2 separate regions of the Mus musculus genome follow, and region 2 is linked to region 1. The links are chromatin contacts, called in public Hi-C maps. All regions are on one chromosome and are shown on one strand. The core of a region is the stretch at or near the end of the contact, and the rest is flanking DNA. Distances in the headings are between cores, read along the strand shown.

What was found. A called contact is a pair of places that touch in the nucleus more often than the background predicts.
Region 2: a contact with region 1 is called in a Hi-C map of neural progenitor cells, with 3 times the contacts expected there. A contact is called at or near these places in 38 of 484 Hi-C or Micro-C datasets (3T3-L1-derived adipocytes, the AML12 cell line, the C2C12 cell line and 22 more), 5 of 130 datasets of targeted methods (astrocytes, differentiating embryonic stem cells and neural progenitor cells) and 1 of 9 other capture datasets (embryonic stem cells).

The regions. Positions count from the first base shown.
Region 1 is chr19:18,869,562-18,876,981 of GRCm38.p6, forward strand. Trpm6 (transient receptor potential cation channel, subfamily M, member 6) reads left to right here. Exons shown (of 39, transcript NM_153417.2): 31 at 939-964; 32 at 2,651-2,701; 33 at 4,268-4,333; 34 at 6,275-6,561; 35 at 7,192-7,274. Among named protein-coding and RNA genes, the nearest start is that of Gm41814, 120 kb to the left of the region's middle.
Region 2 is chr19:18,972,629-18,980,048 of GRCm38.p6, forward strand. It overlaps Rorb (RAR-related orphan receptor beta), which reads right to left. Exons shown (of 10, transcript NM_001043354.2): 4 at 4,953-5,354. Among named protein-coding and RNA genes, the nearest start is that of Rorb, 130 kb to the right of the region's middle.

The sequences.
Region 1 (7,420 bases), core at 3,055-5,554:
TTGTGTGTGAATGTGTATATATGTGAATATGTATATACGTGAATGTGTGTCTATCTGTGAATGTGTTGGTGTGTGTGTATGTGTGTTTAGTTTTCTACAAGGCCATGGGAATAGAGGAAACTCTCCCCATGCTATGGTCCTCAGCTCCACTGACATGGCCTTTCTTGGGAACTGCCACCATAGCCTCATGTAAGCCTGCTTCTAGACCTATAGGACATATGACTTTCTTCTTTCAAAGGTTCAGTAGTTTGTGCTCATGCAGAGTGGTGGGTTATTGCAGCATGAAATTAAACAATAATTGTAATTGTACTTTCTTCCCCAAGGACCCTAAATACCAGAGATATTCTTTGAATGCATTTATTCAGACTTGCCTGTGGCCACTTGTGCACTTGAGCAGGGCAAGTGACAATTTAAAGGGAGCTAATTTCAGCCGGTGAACATTTAGGGGCCACGTGGGCTAATGAAACTGATTTGTGGGCTTGTCCAGAAACATTCTCAGACTCATTTGTAGGCATCTGCTTTGCATAGCTCAGGCACCCTTTAGTTTAATTGATCCTGAACAACACAAACACGGTTAAATCTTATGTATGTTGTGTGATCACACAGCTAATTAAAACCACTAACACCACCATTTCTCAGTTAGCTTGGGGCATAGATAAAAAGTGGCTTACACGCCTTACTGGCATTAATTTTTTTCTATGAAAATAATTGTGTGGCCACAAATTTTTCTATTAGTAAAATAGGGGTAAGATGGAGCAGAGACTTCCATACACATCTGTGATATATATCTATATATCTATCTCTATATCTCTTTATCTCTATATCTCTATATCTCTATCTATCTATCTATCTATCTTCTTCATTTCATTTCAGATTATTTTTCAGTGTTTTGATAATTGAAAAACTTAAAACAGCACTTTCATTTGTTCCCCAAACAGAACAAGAAGTCCAAATGAAGTTCACAGTAAGTTTTTATATTTAAACATTTATCTTTTATTTTTTTATTTTTCCTGGTGGTAGAGTTCCTTGTTCTGGTAAGACTTGTATAGCTCTTGACTTTGTATTCTCTTTTGTTTTGTGAATACAGACAAAGTAGAAATTCAGTATAAAAACAGAGATCACCCAGATAAATAAGGACTGATGTGTGGTTTTTGTGCTGTTTTGTTTTGGTTTTGTGGTTTTGAGGATTGAACCCAGGGCCTTGGGTACTCTGGGTAAGCACTTTACCATCAAGCCTCTGCCCTCAGCTTTGAATTCTTTGAGGAATCTGTTTTGACTGTAATTTTCATGGTGTTTCTCTGAATGAGAGCACAGCTCCTGGATTCATCTTGACTCTACAACAATTGGTAGTGTTATAGTTCACACATACAAGAAGCCAATCACACACTCGCATATGGAAGCTTTCTCCTGTATGGTTTCAAAGAGACTCTGTGCCCAAAGTCTTGACTAGGATCTGCACTTATAGCCAACAGCCCTCTGTGTGATCTGTTTCTTTCTCTTCCACAGAGTACAGTGCTGTCTGGCATATATTCAGTCCGTGCTCAGTTAAAATATGTTAAATAAATGTAACTAAAGTCTTGGAGATCCTGCGACGTTGACTCAGCTTTGTCACTGTCAGATGATCATGACTTTCTATCTTCCAGGTGACAATAGGGCAATCCATCAGCCTTGGTATTCAATGATTTTACGTCATTTATACTTAGCATACTATTGTGATTACAATTGCGTATGTTTCTCTCTCGCACACCGTATGCACTTTTCTAAAAGGTGAACACAGTATCTTATTCACGCTCATGCCTGGAGTGACCCGTAGTGGGAGCTGAAAGCCTACATTGCCGACCGAATTCAGAAATGGAAGTCTTTTCTGCTGACTGACGTCCCCAGCATGCCACCTTTAAGGATGCTTGCTCCATTCTTTATCCGGCATCAGGGGCCAGGGCGCTCCCTAAACGTGGGCTCACTCTGCTGTTTATTCTTGTAGGTGTAAAGCAGTTGCTGCCAAGGGACTGAAGTTTCTCCACTTTAATTTTGATTTTCATGGAACAGCAAAACCATTTCAAAGGATTTCTCCTGAGCCTTATGATTTAGGGATGGAACAGATAGAAAAGAGTGAGCTAACACTGGAGGTGTTGGATTTCCAACACAGGGTCCTGGTACAGCTTAACAAATCCCATGATGTGATACTGGCCACCTCTTCTTATGTATCTGGCACAGATGTAATGTTTTGTCATTAGTTTTGGTCAGTAATGTAGTCTGCTAATAACTTGGCATTAATATTGTCTTTGCATGGTTAGGTGCATCTTGGCAAAGAACTCAGAGAATCATGCTTCTGGGATGTCATGATGGGCAGCTGTGTGCCTCCTGTAACCCAGAGGTGTAATTGGTTCAGAGGAAATATACTTTGAGGCTAATATTACCTGTCTTTCTCCAATTCCCCATATAAATATGCTTGGAGATATTGCACCGATGATTGGAAGCTGTCAGGATAGCAAGCAGCGCAATAATGCACGAAAGGATATTGGGCAAGCGTTTCTGAATAGTGGGAAGGTATTCCGGTTAAGCCGTTTAATAGTAACGTTGAAGGCAGTGTATAAACATGTATTTATCTCTAGCCAAGTAATTAAAATGCCAATCATTTCTATGATTGCAGAGATCTCAACCTCCTTAAAAAGCCCTCAAGAGCCTCACCACCATTATTCAGGTAGGAAGTGTGTGTGCACAGATGGGTCAACTGAGCAAAATGTGTGGGATTCTACACTTGTAAACATAAGCGTCCATCAACTCCACATTGTCAACACTGCTTCAATTCAGAAAATTATTTACTCGAATGGCTGGAATAATTAGACTCAAAAGAACAAGTTGTTGGGATTTAAGAAAATTCACATAAAAAATGTGCATGTGTGTTGGCAAATTTGGAAGAAGAAGCCCTTAGTGTCTAAAATTTCCTTGCAAGCTCAGTGCTAGCCAAAAGCCATATATTTTAGTGTTTTGAGCATCTTTCTTCGTATTGTTCCTTTTTTATTGCCATTCAGGGGCTTGAACTCAGAGCCTTGCTGGAAAAGTGGTCTACCACTGAGCTAAACCCCAGCCTGATCCCAATATTTTGAATTGGGAAAGGGCAGACTTGAAAGTCCTTCTTAAAGGTAGGTTTGTACCCTCCAGATCCCTCAGTGAACATAACCACTGAATAGAGGCCCCCCCCCCACAGAATAAGGCCAACAAATGTGCCTTGCAAAGATGCCATTTAGCAGAGATGCCAAGGATCTCGACTCTGTCATTAGGCAATGCTTCATAGCACTTCAGTTGTCTTTCTTTGAGAGTAGGAATGATTGTCCTTGCTCTTTCTGAGGGACAGTCTGCCAAAGGGCTAGTTGAGAATTAAGAGGCAAATGTTTTGAGATGCACACTAACTTAGACCAGCTGGACTTATGCCACGTTATGGTTCCTCCAGGGTCATAGCTCTCAGTGGGCGAGATAACACAAGGACAGGGCTTTTACTGAGTTTAACACTCAGTGTGAACAAGACCTTGCCAGCACTGTAATTACTGGTCTTATTATATGAAGGTCATTTGTTTAGGGTCCCATAATAAACTGTCTTATTCTGAATTCTCCTCTGTGGTGAATAATGGATCTGTGGATTCCTGCCTCCTCAGTCTAGGCTCCTATGACTGACTCCTCTAGCTCAGCAGTAATCTATTATTTTGACTCTAACTGCCAGCTGTAGAGAGTCTCTAGCGAGGAATACTGTAACTTGCACAGACTCTGATCTGTTAGGCTATGCCTCTTGGCAGGAAAATGCAGATCACTCGCTTCTAATTAAAATTAGTGTTCCATCCTCTCTGGGAAAAAGAAGGCAAACTCCACAAAACCAACAGTAGATGTCCCCACAGACCACTGTGCACTGAGTTTGCTTCGGAAAAAGGAAACTAGAGAATGTGGAACATAGATTAAAAACCATTTATAAGAAAGAATCATACATTATTTGAATTAGTGTCTCATTTGTTATTGGGAGAGAAAAGAGATAGCCCCTTCATAGACCATGTTATATAACCTCATATAAAAGTTTTCTAAGACTAAGATATCCTTTTGATTTAAGGTGCACTTTATATTTAAAACTATTATATATAATAGTTTTTGCTAGTGGGAAAAAATAAAGGATGCTTGAAATGAAATATTCTGGAATTCATGTGTATTCTTGTGTGTGTGGCTTTCTGTAGGTTTAATTGTTGATACAGTCCTAAAGTAGTCAATCTGTTTTTGTTTGCAGCCATTGAAAGGAATAATTTAATGAGACTGTCTCAGACCATACCGTTTACACCAATCCAGCTGTTCAGTGAGTAACATCTCCCTCCTCTCGAGGCTAGGCAAGGGTAGACTGAATGTCAGCGTGCAACAGAAAAGACACCATGTGCCTCGTTTGACTCACAAATTTTATTTTGTCCACGTTGTAGATTAAGGAGATTCACTTCCCAAAGTAGAGATTGTTAACTACTGTGGGCAGCATTTAGGGTCAGAAGCTGAGCCTGTGGGGCTGGGACCTCCATGGGTCAGCGGTTGGGAAGCAAGCGTGATCCTGCACCTGGCATTCAATGATTTGAGGCCGGACACACGCATCGGGAAGAAAAGAACAAACCAACCTTATATAATGAACACAGAAGAAAGCACGGCATGTCAGTATGCTGAAAGCTGACAGGCATGGGAAGAGAAATCCTTTGTTTGTTGTTTTATATTTGTTTGTTTTGTTTCACATCCGTGGATTGCTCTTTCCTCCGACTGCAAATGTAGCTTTTAAAATCTGGAGAAGTAAAGAGAAGCAAGTTCGAGTTAGCCAAGGGTACCCGAGGTTTTCTGCCTAGCAGAATGAAGCACAGTTGACAGTGTAACAAAGGTCCCTACACTGCCTTCCCTCCTCAGTCTCTTCTCACTGTTCCAATGGGGGAAAGACCAGGTTGGCTACTGATTGTTTATGCAGACGATTTCTTCTTCCTCTTGGCTCCATGGTTCATTTTGCAAATCAATAGCTCTTCTCTAAAGTCCTAAAGGAATTAGGACTCCAAAGAGCTCTTCAGTGGTGTTTACTTTGAGCATCAAGAATAAACATTTGAGAATATACCACACAGTCTCCAGAATTGATAAGGAACTAGATATGAGGTTGAGAGAATAGATTTGGTAACTTCATATGGTGTTCACAGAAAACAAACAAGGAGGCAAACAATAATAATAACATAGGGGATATCTGAAGTAAAGATATAAGGAAGGTATAAAAGGTATAAGCAATGGGCTACAACCGAGAGAGAACTTCTGTGTGGATTGTTACTCCTCTTATGCAGCAATAAGATACCCAAGCCCAGGGGTGAGCCCTTTCTGTTCTCTAAGCTTAAAGTGAGAGCAGTGTTTTATGGATTCAGTATTTTTAAGTGGGGCTAAGTCTGTTCCTGAGGTCCTAGCTTGCTCTAAGCCTGATGACATATGTAATCTGTACAGCAAACCACTGAAACAAATGTTATCATTCATTCTTGCTGAGGAGGAAATGGAGGGTTTCAGTAGCTTGCTGACAAGCTCAAAAGCTCAGGGTATGAACTTGCAATCGAGTGACTTCCACTGGGTAAAAACATGCATTATTGGTGAAGTAAAATTACCCTTTGCAGAGCAGGAGAAACAAGCAAAACCACACCCAGAAAACAAAATCCATCATGTTGTTTATGTATAAAAGCATGGATAAACATATAGATATGTGTATATTATATGAAGGATAGTTGTAAAACTGCTTGCTCCTTAGGGGGCTAGTAATGAATAAATACAGGTTAAATTGTTTCCATAGATATATTTGTCTCAAGCCAGGGTGTCATTATCACATGCCTATAATCTCACCACTCAGGAGGTAGGGCAAACGGACCAAAGATTTGGAGCTAGTCTGTGATATGTAATGATTGCTAGCTAGGTTAGCCTTAATTATAAAGCAAATCATGTCTCCAATAAAAAGTCTAACAATGCTGACATATTTATACTGCTTTTAATACCGATAACTAGTTAGTTTATAGTAAGTACAACTTAATTCTTATATGCCATTTGATGGTTTATTCCTCCTTACCCTCCCCACCTTCACTGGAGGGCAAGTCAGGCCAATTTGTACCTTGACTCTGCTCTAGCTCCTGCTAGCTGTACCCTCCTTTGATGACAGACACAGCTGAACAGATTCTGAGTTGATCTTCAGGGCACCAAGCACACTCCAGACCCCGTATTTTATTTAACTGGCTTTCACTTCTTATTGCAGCAGGAGAGGAAGTGACCATCTACAAGCTTGAAGAAAGTTCTCCTCTGACCCTGGATAAGAGCATGTCCTCTTGGTCGCAGCATGGCAGAGCTGCCATGATTCAGGTGCTGTCACAAGAGGAAATGGATGGGGGTCTCCGCAAAGCCATGCGAGTTATCAGCACCTGGTCTGAGGATGATGTTCTCAAGCCTGGGCAGGTTTTCATTGTGAAGTCTTTTCTCCCCGAGGTTGTGCAGACGTGGTATAAAATCTTCCAGGAGAGCACTGTGCTTCATCTTTGCCTTAGGGTAAGCCAGAACCTTAGATACCGAGATCCCAGAAAGGAGAACATAACAACACAGAGGTCTTTGGCTACATCTTTATCTAAGATGGATTTTCCTCAACTGAAAAAGAGTCTTTTAGTTTTGGAAGGTGGTAGTTTTTTTTATTTTTGTTGTAAAGGACATTTGCTTTGTGGGTAGAGTGGTAGAAGGTAAATAATATTAAATGTTGGGCAGTCTAGAAACCTGGCACTGTGCCTCTTCATTATAAGAAGAATTCCTATTAACCTCTTCTCAGCCCATTAGACATTAGAAATACCAGACCCATGGGAAAGTTCTCCAATGGTGCTTTTTGGGTTCTTCCTTCCATAGTTATACAGGCTGATATAAAGATCTTTTATAAGCAAGACTATGTATGTTAGTGAACAATTATTTAAATTTTTTGGGAATTTAATAAATGCTGTATTTACAACATTGCCACTTCTGTCTCCCTCTCCAACTTCTCCCATGTCCTCTGATACTGTCCCAAACTCATGTCTTTTCCTAGAATTATACGAGTAACTGACATTGATCACATATGCATTTGGTATATATATTTTAAATAATTCTTTCTCTCTCTCTCTCTCTCTCTCTCTCTCTCTCTCTCTCTCTCTCAAGGAAATTCAACAGCAAAGAGCTGCCCAAAAACTCATCTATACCTTTAACCAAGTAAAACCACAAACCATTCCCTATACACCAAGGTGAGTAAACCTGGCACTGTGGCTCTTCATTATAAGAAGAATTCCTATTAACCTCTTCTCAGCCCATTAGACTTTAGAAATACCAGACCCACGGGGAAGTTCTCCAATGGTGCTTTTCGGGGTTCTTCCTTCCAAAGTTGTACAGA
Region 2 (7,420 bases), core at 1,338-3,837, 100 kb after region 1:
TGCTTGTGTAGTGTCCTCTAACTATTCATATCGTACTCAGTTATGTAATAGACACATCTAAAATGAGGGTTATTTCTGTGTTTGTTACTTTAAACTCCAGATTCCATGAATAGAACACAAAAGGAATATGAGAACAAATCCATGCTAACACTATGTGGAAAGAATGAGACCTGGAGTTCACATTCCCTTGTCTACACCTGGAGGGAAGACCCAGCCGATGGTATGGAAGACACACCATCCTGCTTAGCATTACAGCTAATTTAAGGATGGATATACATATATATTCATATATATGCATGTGTATATATTAATTTTCTCTCTCCTTTTAAAAATATTGTCTGCCTCCTTGAACTTTCTTTTCTGGAACTTTCTAGATACCTTGTCAATCATCCTTCAGCTTAAATGAGCTTTACTGAGAATATAATCTTGTGGCATCCCCAGAGTATCAGAGAGCTCTGATGGAAAGCAAAAGCCAATGGTTCCATTTTCTTTCCTGCTCACTTTCTGAGAATCCTCTGCCTAGCTTCCCTTCTCTATCACCAACCACGCAAAATTTTATTCCCAGAGACATAACACATCCATCATGCTAGCTCGAAGTAAATTTTCAGCCAAGGCCTGTCAATACTAAGGCCTAAATATTAATTTGCGGTTGACTTCCAGTTTCTTCTTATTTCATGACTTCTTTTTCTCTTGGGATTCTGAAAAGCCCAGGGATATATTTCTGAAATATTCTTTGCTGTTTCTGTTCTCTTAACTGTGTTTTGCTTTCCAGCCTCAAGATTCTGGGAATAAAAAAGTTTCCCTGATAAGAAGGGGTCTTGAGTAGCTGATACGCGCCAGCTCCCAGAACTTCATATCCAGGATCACCTAGGACTTAGGTTCTATGACAGTTTTAAAAATTAATTTACTTAGTTTAGCATGCTGGGGATCTATCTAAGGGTCTTATGCACGCTAGGCTGGTGCGTCACTACTGATAGCCAGTCTATTCTATTCTAATTGTAACTACTTCTCTTGACCGCTGTCACTTAGATGGTAAGGATAGAAGCTGCAGTTTGCTGATTTAGTGGCTGGAATATTGCAAAAAGAAATCCTTCAAAGCATGCATGGAAGTCTATGGTAGTAAAACAAGTTGCTTAAGTTAGAGTTGATCTTTACTGGGTTGACTCACTCTGTGTCTTAGGGAACAAACTCCCATTTCTCACCTTTAACCTATCTAGAAGCTTCTTCATGGTTGATCTGAAGCAGGAGGTAAATCTCTTGCTGACTGATACACGTGAAAGATGTTTCCATTTTCCTCTAAACAGAAACTATTAGCACCAGGATCCTTATTCCAGGAAGTGTGGGTTTTCTTGACCCCTTGGAGAAGGGTGGACTTGCTTTGGGCTTATTTCTGACTTTAGTAACAGTTATAATAATTGACTTGGTGATTTATACATAGTTGTTCGGACTGTTATGTTGCAGTCCACAAATCAATTTTAATTAAACATTTCAAGGATGCGAGGACTGGTTGAGCACAGGCTAATCCAAACCTTGCTTCAGAAGAAAGATCTTCTCATAAGGACTGAGCTCAGCATGGTGGCAGGACTGCATGTTCTTTACCCTCTCAGAAACCAGAGGAGGCAGTCAGAATCAGTGGCCAAATGTGGTGCTCACAAATTTCTTAGTGTGCCAGAGTCTTGAGTTCGTTATTGAAAATGTTGCTAAGCCCAGATTTTTCTCTTTTGTCTGTACAGGAATTTTCAAATGCCAGCATGCCAGCAGAAGAGTCACTCTGATGCCTAATGATCAAATAAAGACAAAACGTCCACAGAAAACTCTGTGAACTTTATTTAGTGTCACCTAGAACGATGTTAGGCACCAAGGGCCAAACATGCTTTTGTGTAGTAATGAGAATGAGCTTCTGAGTGTCCTCAGTGTTTCCAGGAGAAAATACACATACTCATGTCTAAAAAACTGGCTTCCGATTTCTTAGACCTGCGCTCAAATTTCTTCTTTGGTGTTTGTGAGACTGTGACCTCTAAGCCTCAATATATATATATATATATATATATTTCCTGTAAAATAGGTATACAAAAGATACCTAGAGCATCTTTTATCCACTAGTGTGCTATTAAAATTAAAAGGTAGAGTATCATTTAGTACAATGGTAAAAGGTGATTATATTGTCTATAACAGCTAGGGATCTTATCATGTAATAATTACAATGTCAATCATATTGTTACAGTGATTTCTTGAGCATGGCAAGTAATATCAACAGAAGTTATAAATATCAGCTCAGTTATCCATTTGGACAGTATATATGCATAAGCACAGTGACTATTACTGGTCCAGGTTTAATGCCGAGACTCATAGCTGTCAGGTTACTTGCCCAAGATAAAAGGTTGCAGCTTGACTGTGAACCAGAGCCCATAAGCACTCTCTGACACCTCTCCCATAATGATGCTGTTATGGACTTAGTGTTTCAGCGACACAAACGGCAAGTTTTAGATAGTTCATTAAGGCAAGGGGAGGCATCCACCACCCTACTGTGTCATGTAATCACATAACACTTAGAGCCATACACATGGAATGGGTTTGTGTCCACTAGGTGGCATTGCTGTTTTAGCAAAATATGAACAGAGCCACTATTTAGGTTTAAGAGTCTGTTGCATTTGAGAGTACTCACAGGACAATTCTAATTTCACTCTTCAAGTCTGATGAAAATTTAGAGCACATGGAGAGATCTGTAAAGACTACTGATGTCTTGAAATAATTATGAAAAGTCCTCTTTGGGAGGCAGTGCCTCTGCAGGAAGCCATGATAAAACCTGAGACTATCCAGGTCTCTTCTCTCAGCTCCTAGGAAAATAGGCTGAGGGCCAGACAGGGAAAGCGATGGCTCACAGGAACTCACAGACAGTGGTTTGGGCTGTATTTTTCTTATCATAATCTCTATTGATGATAAGTCATAAATAAACCGTGATAGATTTTTTTTTTTTTTTTTTTTTTTTTTTTTTTTTTTTATGTATGAGGGCAAAGATTGCTTGGTCAATTCCAGGTTTCCCTTTCACAGGGACTAAATATGGTCCAATACAATACTGCACTCAAGAGCTTGAGTAGTAGATAGTATGTTATTTGGTTTGACATACCTTTCTTGAAAGTTTAGAGGCCCCCTTCACACAAAGGCCATTTCTAGGAGTTGTGAATGAATAAGTAGCAGGTAAATGGATGAGCCACAAGACCCTGGAACTAGACTTACTGAAGTAGATCCTGAGTTCTGTCAGGAAGTTACCACAGGTTTCTTGAGAAGCAGTGAATTGCCTTTGGGGTTCTGTTTTTGCATTGAAACAGGAGGTTTTTTTTTTTCTTTTAAGACTTTTGTGAAAATGAAATTTTACAACGTATCTTCAATATAATAAGGATGACAATATAGTGGACTAGTCTGAGTCCAGCTATTGGTGTCTTTTGGTTGGGACATCAATAGCTTAACTTTCTACCACACAAGACACCACTGAAACAGAGACGTCACATCTCAGGTTTATCGTTGTGTGACATTATTTCTTCCGCAAATGCATGTTATAAGCTCCCAGAACAGCCAACATTTCATTATATGTTCACCAGAAGTAAAGTGAAAACACTTGTGGGCTCTTGTCACTTATTTGATGGTCACTACGCACAGTAGCAGAGGCTTAGTGGGAACTTGTCTGGTGTTGTCTTTTTTATGAGATCCCCGTGACCTGAAACTGCTTTATCCCTTTCAAAGATTAGAGATCTGGGGTCAAAGGACTTGCTCTACTTAACACTGCAAACTACGGAGCCAGGATTGGAACTCAGGTGCCTGCCTCCTAGCCTGGAGGCAGTCACTTCTGGTTTTAATCTAGCTTCTTTGTGGCAAGGTGCACATGGAGCTCTGTTGTCAGGGAGGGAAGTACCCTAAAAAATCTGTTCTTATCTTTGTGGCAGTTCATTAGATCAACCCACTGAGCATTCACTAGACTGTTGAGTTAAAAAGACAAAAAATATTACAATGTCAGAAGAGGGTTAGCCTGAGATGGGGCACCCTGACACTGTACACTAAGAAGTCAAAAGTCATCGTCATAATGGGAAATGTCAGGGACTAACTTGTTACTCTGTATTGCCAAGATCATAGTCTTTGTTGTGGTGGTCCAGAATCCCATACAGAATTTGTGTGGGTACATGCACATATGTGTATGCTTACATATGTCTATACATGTATGTGAGATAAACTTGGCTGTTGTTTCTCAGGACTTATCTACTTTGTTACTTTGAGACAGGCTCGATCTCTGTTCTGGAGCTCAAGTAGTCTAGGCTGGTTGGCCAAGAAGTCCAGGGGTCTGCCTGTGTCTACCTCCTTAGTATTGAGATTATATGTGGGGTACTACGCTTTTAAAAATATGGATTCTGAGAATTAAACTCAAGTACTTGTGTGTGAGCATTCTCCCCAGAATATCTCGCTCATGTCAAATTCTTCAATTTAGATTCCTCAAATCCATAGCGATGGTCTGGTCTGCCTGCTATACCTTTACAGAGAAGAAAGCTGGGATACTTGCACTTACGGTGTAGTCCCTGCAATCTTTGAGAATCATTCATTGTATTACTCCATATTGTGTCCACTTCCCTTTCAGTAACATTACTTTGGATAATTAGAACATTTTCTTGCTCCCATCAACGTTTTTTCTTCAGTAAGAATCCACATTCACCCAACAGCATCCATTCATCCCTAATAGCATCTTTCAATTCCTTCCATCTTCCTTCACTCATAACAACTTTTATAGGGCAAGGGGCTAGTGATAATTGTGAGAGTATATTTTAAACCAATGTTATCTTCTCAGTAGAAACCAGGTATGCATGCAATTTAATCTAGGGCTGTGAAAAACGACTTCCCTAAGTAGGACTAAGACACCGTCAATGGAGAAATTCCAGAAATGAAACTTGGGGAAGACTCGGACTTACCGATCTCAGACATTGTTATCCCGGGAGCTAACTGCCCGTTGTTGAAAGAGCTATAGGTAAACAAGTTGGGTACAGATGTGAGGTCATAGATAGGTTCTTGCTTTATCTGTTTGATCCCAGTCATGTCCAGTCCTGACTGATCGGGAGACGGCTGACCGGAATCTATGCTGTAATAACCTTCGGACTTGGGCAGGTCAATGACGTGCCCGTTGGCGTATGTGCCGCCGGTCTCGGTGTTCAGGTTGCTGAGGCCATTGCTAATGCTGCTGCTGTACACCCTGGCGAGGGCCTCCGCCTCCCCACTCTGCTGCTGCCGCTGCTCCTGCAGCCTTTGCTGATGCTTCTGCACCTCAGCATACAGGCTGTCCCGCTGCTTCTTGGACATCCTCCCGAACTTTACAGCTGGGACGGAAAGAAGAGCAAAAGACAGAAGTGTGGTTACCATCCTATTTAGTCACTTCAGTCTGAGACATGCACGGTTGTCTCTTCGGTATCATAGAGACAAATCCCTATGGCTGCCAGTCAGAAGTTCTACTCATCTGCATTTCACATTAAGGGGAAAGATTATGTTTGGAGAGTGTGTTGGTTTGCATCACAATGATGAAACCTGTGTGTTGTCCAGCTTTCTACCACTGTAACAAATATCTGAGATGATCAACTTAAAAGTAGAAAAGGTTAAGTTTGGCTCACAGTATTAACGGCTTTTGTGATGGTGGCACATCAGGATACTATGTTTGGAATGTGAGACAGAGCGATTCAACCCCAAGCAGGTGACAGAGAGGAAGAGGAAGAGAAAGAGCATAGGTCTCAGTGTTTCTTTCAGAGTTGCACTCGCCAATGACCTAAGGCCTCTCTCTAGGCACCATGCTCTAAAGGCTCCACAACCTCTCAACGGTGCCAAACTGGGGACCACATCCTTAATATATGTTAAAATATGGACCTATAGAGGACACTCACTATCTAAACAGTGACAGTAAGCTAGGAAGAAATAAGCTAGGAAGAAATGTAAAAATGCGAATTATTTGTCACAGTCATGAACTGGAAGATGTAACTCTCACCCTCCAATTCCTTTGTGACTAGCACATACAGAGACAAAACAGCAAATCTCTGCACACTAGCAAAGGGTTCCTGCTATTAAAATGACCCCCATATCAGTATTGACATTTCCCCTTAGCATTAGGATTTCGAGGTCCTCGGGGAGGAACCTGTTGTTTCAGGTTGGGATATGATTTATTGGGTACGAACAAGGATGCAGGGGCTATAAAAATAGCATCACTTGCTGGCATCTAGATTGTGGTGCAAATGGGAAGAACCTTTGGAAGATGGCATTCACATGAGCTCAAGGCAAGCAAGCAAGCGGGAGCGACTTTCCTCCTCTTCCCCATCCTTGCAGCTGAAGCATAGCTTCCTCCCCCCTCCATCTCTTGCAAAATCCCCAGGCATTTGTGGGGAAGCGAGGAAGGGGTTCCACAGGGGAGTAACCCCCATGTGCTGCTTCTTTATGTGTAGAGAGGAAACTTCCTGAACTGTTTGGATAGTGACTCTTTTTGTATGGGCTGTCCACTCCCCTCTTTTAGCATCTGGGCAACCTGAGTGCTGGGCTGCCAGGTTCAAATCATCTTACGAACAGTGGGGACTGTGGTAGTCTTGGAGATAGATGCTCATCCCTATAGCCTGGCTTTCCAGTGCTGCCTAAGTAGGAAGAAGCAGTAATTATTTAGTAATTTTTTTTCTCAATGAAGAGAAACAATCTAATTAACTACTAACAAACTCTCCCTTTTCTCTCTCAGTTGTCCTTTTATTTGGTCTTGAATTGGATTAGGTTGTCTTGTTTACCTTGCTATGTAGACACGGGGCTCTTATTAGCATTCATTCACGGAGTACAGTGGTATTTCTATTTGGCCATGGGCAGAATTCTACAGAATGGTTGGGACAGCTTTTTCTTGTACTTTCATATTATGCCATTCTAAATAGTTTGCATATTGTTCTCTGAGAGGGAAAGACTTTTTTTTTTTTAAATCAGGAAAATTAGAGAATGTTAACCATTGGCTCAGGAGGACTGCATCCCAAGAAAGCAGTGATGCGCCTCTTCTATATTTGTGACTTTAGCTCTTTAGCCTCTGTGTCAGCTCAGATGGTCCTTATGACAGCCATGGCCTTACCAACTCAAGAACTACTGCATGAGATTAAAACATAGTGATTTATAGACTAGTGTGCATTTACTGGTTTAAATCATAGGAATTAAAAAATCCAGAGTTTTTCATGGGATCAGACTGCCTTTAAACTATACTTGCCATTCAATCCTCACTTTAGACTTCTATGTGTTTTGAGGCAGGGGGATTGTATTAATGACCCCAATTCCTTTTACCTGCATCCTTTTATGTCCTTCTCCATGTCTATTCCCAATTCCTTTTCATTCTGTGCAGGCATGCTGCCCAAACCTGGACTTCCAGTCACATGACCTGTCT